Regions from separate parts of the Drosophila melanogaster genome. Here region 1 is linked to region 2. A link is a contact called in public Hi-C data. All regions are on one chromosome and are shown on one strand. Each heading gives the region's core, a stretch centred on a gene start, on an enhancer-like site or on the middle of the called end of the contact. The rest is flanking DNA. Distances are from core to core; before and after follow the strand shown.

Region 1 (4,921 bases), core at 233-2,732, 35 kb after region 2:
CGAGCGCAGTTCAATGTCAAGTTCGTGCACCTCGCCTGCTCCTCCGCCCCCTGCATCATCGCTTTTATCCACGCTGCCCGGGGAAATGCGCGTTTGTTGTTTTTGTTGTTGTTGTTGTTGCTGGTGAGCTCATCGCCAGGGGGCACTGGCCACGCCCCAAAGTGACGGCATGGGCGCCAAGGAAGAATTCAAGTCGCTCCCTTCTCACCCTCCCTCTCTCTTGCTCTCTCCATCTCTTCCTCGCATGTTAAGTGTCCACTCGAGAGAGATTTGTATCTCAAGGACGCACTTAAAGGAGGCGCGAGTGGGAGGGCAGCCACATTTGGACGGGGTCATGGCCGTGAGTCACGCTTATGACACTCGGCAAGAAACGTGAGTGAGTCACTCCCCAAAGTTCCCTGATTCCCAAAAAGTGCACGAAATTGGGCGAAGGAAGGAGTGCGAGCAGAACGAAGAAGAAAAGCAAAACAAACTGGATTAATGCATCAGTGAGATAGGTGGAAGGGCGGGGGCGGGTGGAAGGAGTGCGAGTGTCAATCATGCAATTAGAAATTAGTTCTCATCTTCTACTTCACCCACAGCTTCTACGAATTTGTTTCTGTTTTTATTCGCGCACTGTGTTTACCGTCGGCCCATTAAAATTGCTGTTTTTGTTTTTGTTCGCTCGTTCGTTTGTTTGCAGCGGTTTTGGTAAGACAATAACAGCGAGCTAGCCGAGTTTCATTAGCGTTACTTTAAACTAATTAAACACGCGAGCTTAGCTAACTCACGCAATTTGTTCGTTTTTTGACAACAAAATTAATAGCAGCTGCGTTGTTATATTTGTTGTTGTTGTTGATGCAGGAACAGTTACTAGGGAAGCAAGTGAGAGTGAGGAAGTGATGGAAAGAGAGAGAGCAACGTCAGCCGGCTGCTGGACACACACACACAGAGGCACACTTGGGCGCACGCACAGGGAATTTTATTGATTTTTCACACTCACAAACAGTAACGGTAAACAGGAGCTGGGCCTAGATAACGGTAATAGTGGCCGAAAAGCGGACGCCCAGATAATGGAAATTCGCAGCACAATATAAACACAAAAGTTGCATTAATCGCAACCCCGGTAAAACGGGAATTGCTTGCAGGCTCTCTGCGCCTCTTTCTCTCTCTCTCACTCCGTCCCACTCTCACGTTCTCCAGCAACTCCTTTTTGCTCCCTTTTTCAAGCAGCAATGATTTTGGCACACGCCCAAAAAGCAAAACGCCGCGCACTTAAAAAAAAATAGAAGCCACCAACTTGCACAAAAAACACATTCACCGTTAACCCCAAGGACTCACTTTTCTTCAGCAAAAGCCCATTTCCGACCGGCCGATCGCTGTGGGCCAACTCCCCCGTTTTGTTGCACTCGACCGTTTTTAAGATGCGAAAACGCGCGCCGCGCAATCGCCTTCACACAGAAAACGCGTCCGGTCGCAGCAAATTCAAAACACGAATGAAAATGAGGGAAGTTGATAACCAGACCAGAAAATGATAAAGGCAAGGTGACCAGATAGCCGAACTGCTCCGCTCTGGCAGCACTTTTCCGGAGCGTGTCGCGACTAATTTTTCTAGCGATCCGGCAGCCCCGTTTTAAAACGGTAAACGGTTTAAAGTTTTTTCTTCGCATATCTGCCTCACGTGTTTGGTTTTTTGTCAATTAACTGTGTGCAAAATGCTAATTTGGCACCTGCTGCTCTGGCCAGCATTAATAGCCAGTGCCCCACCGCGGCCCCTGACCGACCAAAAGGCCGAGGTGGCCAAGCTGCGAAGCGAACTAGAAAAAGCTCTGGAACACGACGATGGAGGAGCACCAGTGAGTAAATTAGTGAGCTTGGTTTTCGTTTTCAATCAACACTCATAGCCGATCCCAGCCAGGAGTGGTGGTGGCACCCACGTGGACCCAGCAGGCGGGGCAAATGCCGCTTGGAAAGACCTCCAAAGTGGTGGTGGACCATAGCTCGCTGAGCAGCGCCTCCGCCATTCGCCAGGAGATTCAGCAGGCGGTGGCTCACCAGGGACAGAACCAAGAGGTCCTCCAGCTGGAAGCTCTGCTGAAAGCAAGAGGCAGCAGCAAGGAGAGCACGGCTCAAGTGTCCACGTCCCGTCAGGAGGTGCTGGGAGCAACTGTACAGGAAGCCAATGTGGTGGAGTCGCACTCGACATCGCAGACCGTGGACCTGGAACAACTACAGCGCCTGGAGCTGTCCAAGAGGCGCACCCGCGACATGCTCGTCCTGGGTCGCATTGAAGAGTTGCTCAACTACAGCATGCCGACGGATGTGGATCGCTGGCTGACCCTCCAGGCCAATGGAAGCGTTTTCCTTGTGGGTCAGCAGCAGGAGGGCCTCCTGGTTCTTTCAGAGGAATTCACTCCGTTGCAGTCTTATGTCCACCCCTTTCCCATCACCGCCATGCTGGGAACAGATCGCTGGAACAGAAGGGTGCATATGCAGGAAGGTTTGCTGGTGATGGCTTCCCAGGATCAGCTTATCTGGCTGCGATTGGAGCCCAGTCTTGGGCTAAAACCCATCTGGCACTGGACGATTGGCTCGCATGTGACCAAGATTAGAGCATTCAACATGGAGGGACAAGATTACCTCGCTCTCGTAGCAAATCACACGCTTAATATCTACGTCTATGATTTGGAAGCGGAGGAGTTCTGGATCGCACAACGTGTGCAAATGGCAGAGACGATCTCCAACCTGGCCATTCTCGATACAGGGAGGGAACTGCTCTTGGCAGTGGGTCAGTGGGACGAGGTTCTGATATACGCCTGCACTTCGAAGGGGCAACCGCTGCACTTGCGCCAACAAGTTGCTGCCCCCGAGGTGGCCGGCGTCACTGCCTTCCAAATGGGCGGACGCAGCTACCTTGCGCTGGGTGGAATAATGCCGCAGATCCTGGTCTACGTGCAGGGTCAGCTTGTGCCACGCACCATTCTTGGCCAGAACTTTGGATTTGTAGACCACTACCTTCCAATCCCCGTGCGCAGCTACAGAGACGACCTACTTCTGCTCGTCCAGCATCGAGTTGTCTTTGACACACATTCACTGCTCGTCCTGGAGGTTTTGGTTTGGAACGGTGAGGCGTTTGAGGCGGGCTTGCCGCCTCCTTGTGGTACTGCCTATGGGGCGGGCTGCATGTTGGATCAGGATCGTGAGGCTGGCATTTCAGGAGCTGTCCTGCTCCGCCGCTCGACGAATCAGCCGCCGCTGGTTGTGGTGCCCAGGAAAGAAGCTCCTACGGGCATTTTTGTGCTGGAAACTCAATTGCTGGCTAGGAATTCGGAGACACAGGACCTGCTGGAGATCCGACAGTTCATGCAGGATTGGGTGCACGAACAGGAAGAGCTAATCCAGCTGGCTGAAGAGCTCTTGGCAGAGAAGTCGGAGAGTCAGTACATCGAGGAGCTATCAACTCCACTGGTTGTAAGCGAGGGCGGAACCGTTGAGGAACTTTTCGTTAATGAAGCTCGCTGGACGGGAGCGGATGCTGTTGTGGATGTAAGCTCCCTGCTTCAGCAGATACTTCTGTTGGACGGGGAAATGAGTTCTAGGCGATCTAAACGCCAGCCAGAGACGCTGTTCAACTTTCACTACGAGCAACTGGAAGTAGAAGCCGTTGACTCTGTGGAACTTAACTTGGAGAAGCTCAACCATGAGACGTTCTATATCCGAAATGGCTCCCTTGACTTGCATCTGGGAACCCTCAATGTTCAGCAATTGGAACTTCTGGAAGCTCCGAAATTGGAGCTCGTCCCAGTCCACGGTGCAGAATCATACAAAATTCTGAAGATGGCTACGGATTTGGACAGCATTTTTATTAACGAAATGGAGTGGGACAAGCTGCTTCAAGATCTGGTGTGGCGTCATCAGCCTCTTAAGCTTTCGCAGTTACATGTAGAGGGAGTAAGTGGGTCCTTCGGCAGAGTTTTTAATTGCTAAGTCAATCTTTGTCATTCTACAGCCGGTCATTTTCGAAGATGTACTAAGTTTGCACTCTCTGAACGACCTAAGCTTTCCAGGAGACTATCTCTGGTCGCAGGGAAATGAGACGAGTGTTGTCCAGGCGCCAAAGGAGTTTACGCAAACGCTTTGTGAGTATCTTAAACGGAAAAGAGGAACTTCCTTCTAAGATTCCTTATCGTCAATAGCTGCAAATGCTGTGGACACGACGGGAACCATCAACGCCGTATACCCGCATGATGTCATTACTCTCAGTGATTCCCAGGAATGGCCGGGATTGGTAACCTTCTCGCATTTGGAGGTTTCTGAAGAATTGGAGGTTTGTACTTAGAAAGCTATTCACTGGCTCTCATTACTAAGTCCCTATCACCAAGCAGCTCAATGGCAGCGCCCAGGGAAGGCAGTTTGAGGAGGCACCTTTAAATCCCACTCTGCTGGAGTCACGTGTTATCAGTGCCGACTGCCATTTCGAACAGCTTCTTGTGCGTGGCCCTTTGCGGCTGCTTGGAAAGGTGGATAACGACAGCTTTGGCTCTCTGCTAGGAGATCTCGTTCAGCGTTCGCCGAACTCTGCCCAAGAACTACAGATAAGTGGACAAAAGCGAGTTGACCAGCTGCTTCTGCCAGTGGATGCTCATATCGCAGATAATCAGCTCAGTGGAATTTTCCTCAATGACTTTGTTACCAAGCACACGCCACAAACGCTGTCGAATCTGAGTCAACTGGGAGGGTATGTTTACTTTCATCAGCTGGAGCTTGGGAAAGAGTCCTCTTACGACGGAGTTCGCCTAGAGGAACTACTCTCCAAAAGTCTTCGACTAGATAGCCCATTTCCCCTGAGTTCTCCCCACACACGCCTTCGGTTTGTTGGACATGCCCCAAATTTCACCCGGCTACAAGTTGAAAACACCTTGAACAAGGTGCCGCTGTCAAG
Region 2 (4,867 bases), core at 262-2,761:
GGGTGCCCAGCCCCTGGGCCATTAGTTGTTTCGATCGCGAGTGTCAGGAGATTGAGCCTTCGGCCGCTGGGATTAAAAGAAATCCATGTTGCCGTGGTATTGCAAGGGCAACGCGAATGCGATCCATTTCATTTGAGGCAGTGCATCCAGATCCTTGGAAACTCAACGTCGCGCTGTCAGAGACGCCATATGGAAAGCGTCGTCCTTCAGGCATGCACTGCAACCCCCGCTCGGTAATCGAGTTCATTTAAATGCATTAAATGTGTCTCATTATGCCGCGGTTATGGCAACAGCAAGTCGAATTCAATCCATCCAATCCATCCAATTCAGCCTGACTCACTCGAATGGCGAACAGCGGGCCTCGGACATATGGCAGCAGTGGGCCGCAAAATGTTGAACAAACAAAACACTTTTTATGCATTTCGAGCGCCAAAGAAAGGAGAGCACTTCTGCAGACAGGCAGGGTGGAAATTATAGCGTCCAAAATGATGAGCAAGTTAAACGAGATATTGCGGTTAGTCGGGACACCAACCCGCGGATCGTCGTAAGCTGCAGTGAAGACTCCAACCACACTGGGAAGAGGACAACACAACTAGGACAAGAAGTACATACATATGTATCTACATACTTCTACTGTGGGGAGCTAAAGTTGCGACCCCCATTGTATTGTGAGTATTCGATACTGGCTAATGTTGTTGTTCTTGCTGGCTAGTGTGGCCAATTTATTATTGCATTTGGCAACTGGGCGGTGAAATTTCGTGCCCGCTTTGATCTTGACGCGTTTTTGACACTCGCCGAGCATTTCGTCGATTTTGCTCTGTGCCTCGGGGAGAGGAATCCGGCGGATGGGGCCAGCGGACAGCCGGCGGCATGTGGCCGCGCATTTTTCATTATTTCTTTTTTTCCTCTCGCATATACACGTATATGATTTTGTTTTCCCTCAAAACATTCAGACGAAAAACGCTTTTCATACACATTTCGGCGCATTACTCAGCTGCAAGTGGAATTGGCGGTCGTCAAATGTAACAGTTTTTCTGTACTCGTACGTATTTTTAGCTCCGGTTGGATCGCGCGATTCTATATGCAAAGCATATTCGTAATTTGTATGTTCAATCATAGCCGCAGAGGTCGGGGTAATTGCAATGGCTATAACTATGGCCATAGCTATTTGTATTTATTTGTCATCAAGCCCCAGGGGTTGTGAATGCGATCTGAATCAGCGTGGGTTACGTTGGTTCCACCGCGCAAAGCTCCAACTAACGAGTAGAATGCGAAATGGGCGTTGGGTCTCCTGCAGCTGAAACGTTGTGGTTCGTGTCCGAAATATCAGCTACGTTCGAACGAACAGTCCCTTCCTTCTTCAAGTCTCCACTAAGCATGTCTCCATTGGTTGTGGCGAGTGTCGAAGGTACGGCGTTTGTCATCCAGCCGATCCAGTCAACAATGCGACAAACATCGACTTCTAAAGCATTTGGGAGTAAGCAAGTTGAAAATTACTTTTGCATTTGGAGAAGTAGTGTCTGCTAGGCTTGTTAGCCGTCAAAGTCCTGCCTTGTCCGTTTAACGAACACTTTACCTTGCCCTCCAACCTTGCCAGCGGACAGGCACGCAACGAAAGCGGGCCAATTAGTTTGGTTGGACACCAGGGAGGGTTGGCGGAGTCTCGTCAACTGGCAGCTGGCCAAGGCGCACGCACTGTGGCGTCTCCGTCGCCCCTGGAGCGGGGCATCAGGTGACGTGGGCGGTTGGGGAGGGGTCGGAAGATATAGCACTTTTGTTATAGTGCGTCAGAGGCGACGACGACGATGGCGCGGAAGTAGCTGGCCACCGCCCTTGCCCCTCTCCTACTCGTATGCCAGCAACCTGTGGCCTTGACAGCGCCCGTTTTGATTTATGCGGCATTTTGCAAAAGTCAACAAATGAAAATGACACAGAAATAATGCCAAGAGAGCTGTTTTCCACTATTCCGATTTCTTTTGCCCCAAGGTCAGGCGCACAAATAGATGTCGGCAGTGCCACCCGCTGGACCTCCGCCATGGATACAGATTCCATATGTACTCCCTGCATCACAATGGCATGCTCCTTACCAATTAGAAGCAGTTTCAAGATATCACGGATTCGTTTAAAACAGCACTGGGATCAGAATTCCGATTGAGGTGAGTTATCTTCGTGTTTGCTGTTAGCAGTACGTCTTTTAACTTCAAAACGTTCAGAATACTTGTAAGTCCCGAAACGGAAACTCATCGAGTAATTGAAACCAAACCGGCATGGGCTCGGTAGGAAGTCGTCAGCTCAACCCCGTCCAACTGTGTGACCACCAGCAGGCCACAGGGCTGTCCGCAGAGCAGCTAGAGCAGCTGCACACGCGGTTCCGCAGCCTGGATCGCCACCAGCGCGGCTATTTGACGCCCACCGACTTGCTGCGCATTCCGCAGCTATCCCTCAACCCGCTTCACCGCCAGATCATCGACGGCTTCTTCCCCAGCCGTGACCCCAGCGCGCGTATCGGTTTCAAGCAGTTCGTGGACACTTGCTCCACCATTTTGGTGCCACAGTTTGGACGCGGTTCAGTGAGGCGGCGCGACGGGCGTGTTCAGAAGCTTCAACTCCTGTCCAAGATGTTTGACACGAGGCGCAGCGGCTGCATCACACGCTCCGACTTCCGCCAGATCATGCGCAGCATTGTCAATCTGGCCTGGAGTCAGCAACAGGATCAGGAACGTCAGGAGGGGCTTTCCGAGAACCGTTTGCCTGAGGTGGAGGCCGAGTTGCAACTTTTAGAGCATCAGGCCTTTGGCTTCTGCTGCGACCATATCTCATATGGGGAGTTCGAGAAGCGCCTGTTTAGTGTGGACGTCGACAGACGGCTGTCGATCGCCAAGTGGCTGGAGGACGATGACGAGGCCGATGCCGAGATGGTACTGCCAGTTGGCTCAGGCCCGTAAAGCACCACACGCCAAAACACTCACATGTTGTGTTTGTGTTTTCAATATACCATTCACTTCCATCCAGTGAGATAGGAATCAGGGAATCCTCCTTTATCGGTGTGGGTACTAGGAAAATTGTAGTCCAAATTGAGCAAATATAATTTAAGTCCTTACATTTAAGTTACAAAGGAATTAGGTCACAAAATCGTATGCGTTAAGTAAAAATATTATGAACCACCGAAGTGCTTTCACATTTGTACTTTTCGATGTTGCCTACTTTTCTGCGAGGGACATTTTTATACATCTGGCTGCACAATGCATACTTTTGGGCAGCAGACAGAAATCGTGGCCAGAATGGAAAATGTTGCCATTACCGTTCTCTAAATACCAGGCGAACAGAATCCATAGCATGTACCAGCTGGTAACACTTCCTAATCAGCTGATCCTTTTTCAAGATGGCTGCACCTTACGTTTTTCCAGTAAACTTATTCGACCAATAGGAAGCGATGGAGAAGATACCGTTAGTTTAGCTTAGAAGTAAACAAAAACAGCTGTTTTTTCACGCCTTTCCAGTTGTCAGCAGGCAAGTCAGCTTTCTTCCTACTGAAATTTCTGTTCGCCTAGTTATAAAGAACCTGACAATTCACATATTTATGACAAAATTTCCGAGTTGGCAACATTTTTCGCAGTAAAACTTGCGTCTTTACGAGCCCCAGACACCATGCGAACAGAATCCGAAGCAAGCTGCAGCTGGTAGCTCGAATTAAAGTGAAACAACTGATCGTCCTCTAAGATTGCTGCTCTTTCTATATTTCCATAACCGTTACTTCTGAACTGAGTGCAGACCAGTGATAGGCAACCGCGTTGTTTTTAATATCCACGTCACGATAGTCACGAAAATGTCTTGTTTTACTTGGGTGCGTGGCGAATCCTTCTGAGCGGAAATCCTTTGGCACGATTTGGCGACGGTGAGATATCAATTAAAAAAACAAGACGGAAACTAGCTTCGTTAATTTTCTTCACAATAAATGTTTATTATAATTTGTTAATAGTTAGGGTGTAATTTGCAATAGATAGCTTTCTCCGCAAATGGGGCGTGGTCTGTGCAAACTCCTAAAGCGCCTTAAAATATATGTAAGTTCAATACGGGTTCGACTCTGGATCTCGTGCTAAAAAAAAAATGAAGAAACAAACAATATATGTACCTTAATTTTGAACATGACTGTATGGCAGGCCGGCGAGCTCTTCTTCGAGCCCTTCGGCGATTCCATGTGCGGTGATTATGCTGCTGTGTTTGCTCGATTGCGCTAAGATAAGGATGCGTGAGCACCGTGAAATCGGCTTGATATATGTATGTGTAGATATAGAAGCATTTATGCCATATGGTTGGTTGGCCAAAAACAATTTTCAAGGTACGCTACACATGACGATCCGTGTTCGCTTCGCTGCGATTCGATTTCGATTCGTTCATAACATTTTTAGACTTTAAATTACAATTACATTTCGATTTTGTAAATAATTTGGTTTCACGCTTGCATTAGCCGAGCTTTACGTTTAGACTATGTGCTATATATGTATGTGTAGGTATACATAAATCGTAGTGTACGCGTACGGGTAGTATATAAATAATTACAAAAGAAGGTAGTGTCTTTACTATGTAAGAAAAAAAAATACTTTCACGCCATCTGGAAACATATACACCGGGGCCAGGTCCAGTTGATCGGTATCTCCACCCCGTTTTTACTGGCGCCTCACGGTCCGCTCGCGCTCACGCCCACTCTCCTCCCTTTGGAGGCTGCCGTGGCGGGGCGGCGAGGTGTGCCCAGTGGAGGATCCGCCGCCGTTAAGCACGCGCGCCTTGCGCGACCGCTTGAACTTGGCCATGTCCTCGCCAAACACGTCGCCGGTCCTCAGGGCCGAGATGAGATCGTCAAACTCGC

The links. A called contact is a pair of places that touch in the nucleus more often than the background predicts.
Region 1: a Hi-C map of the S2 cell line shows a contact between it and region 2, with 3 times the contacts expected there. The contact joins the promoter of DAAM here to the promoter of CG32812 in region 2. A contact is called at or near these places in 54 of 107 Hi-C or Micro-C datasets (the D17-c3 cell line, the Kc167 cell line, the ML-DmBG3-c2 cell line and 14 more) and 2 of 6 datasets of contacts at active chromatin or transcription factors (both in the Kc167 cell line).

What each region holds. Positions count from the first base shown.
Region 1 is chrX:1,320,880-1,325,800 of dm6, forward strand. DAAM (Dishevelled Associated Activator of Morphogenesis) reads right to left here and starts at 1,483. Exons shown (of 12, transcript NM_166876.3): 1 at 1,321-1,483. fs(1)N (female sterile (1) Nasrat) reads left to right here and starts at 1,634. Exons shown (of 7, transcript NM_130545.3): 1 at 1,634-1,835; 2 at 1,894-3,930; 3 at 3,989-4,118; 4 at 4,176-4,306; 5 at 4,365-4,921. The coding sequence starts at 1,695.
Region 2 is chrX:1,285,779-1,290,645 of dm6, forward strand. CG32812 reads left to right here and starts at 1,512. Exons shown (of 2, transcript NM_130543.4): 1 at 1,512-2,156; 2 at 2,214-3,167. The coding sequence starts at 2,268. The coding sequence ends at 2,945. It overlaps DAAM (Dishevelled Associated Activator of Morphogenesis), which reads right to left. Exons shown (of 12, transcript NM_166876.3): 12 at 3,939-4,867. The coding sequence ends at 4,668.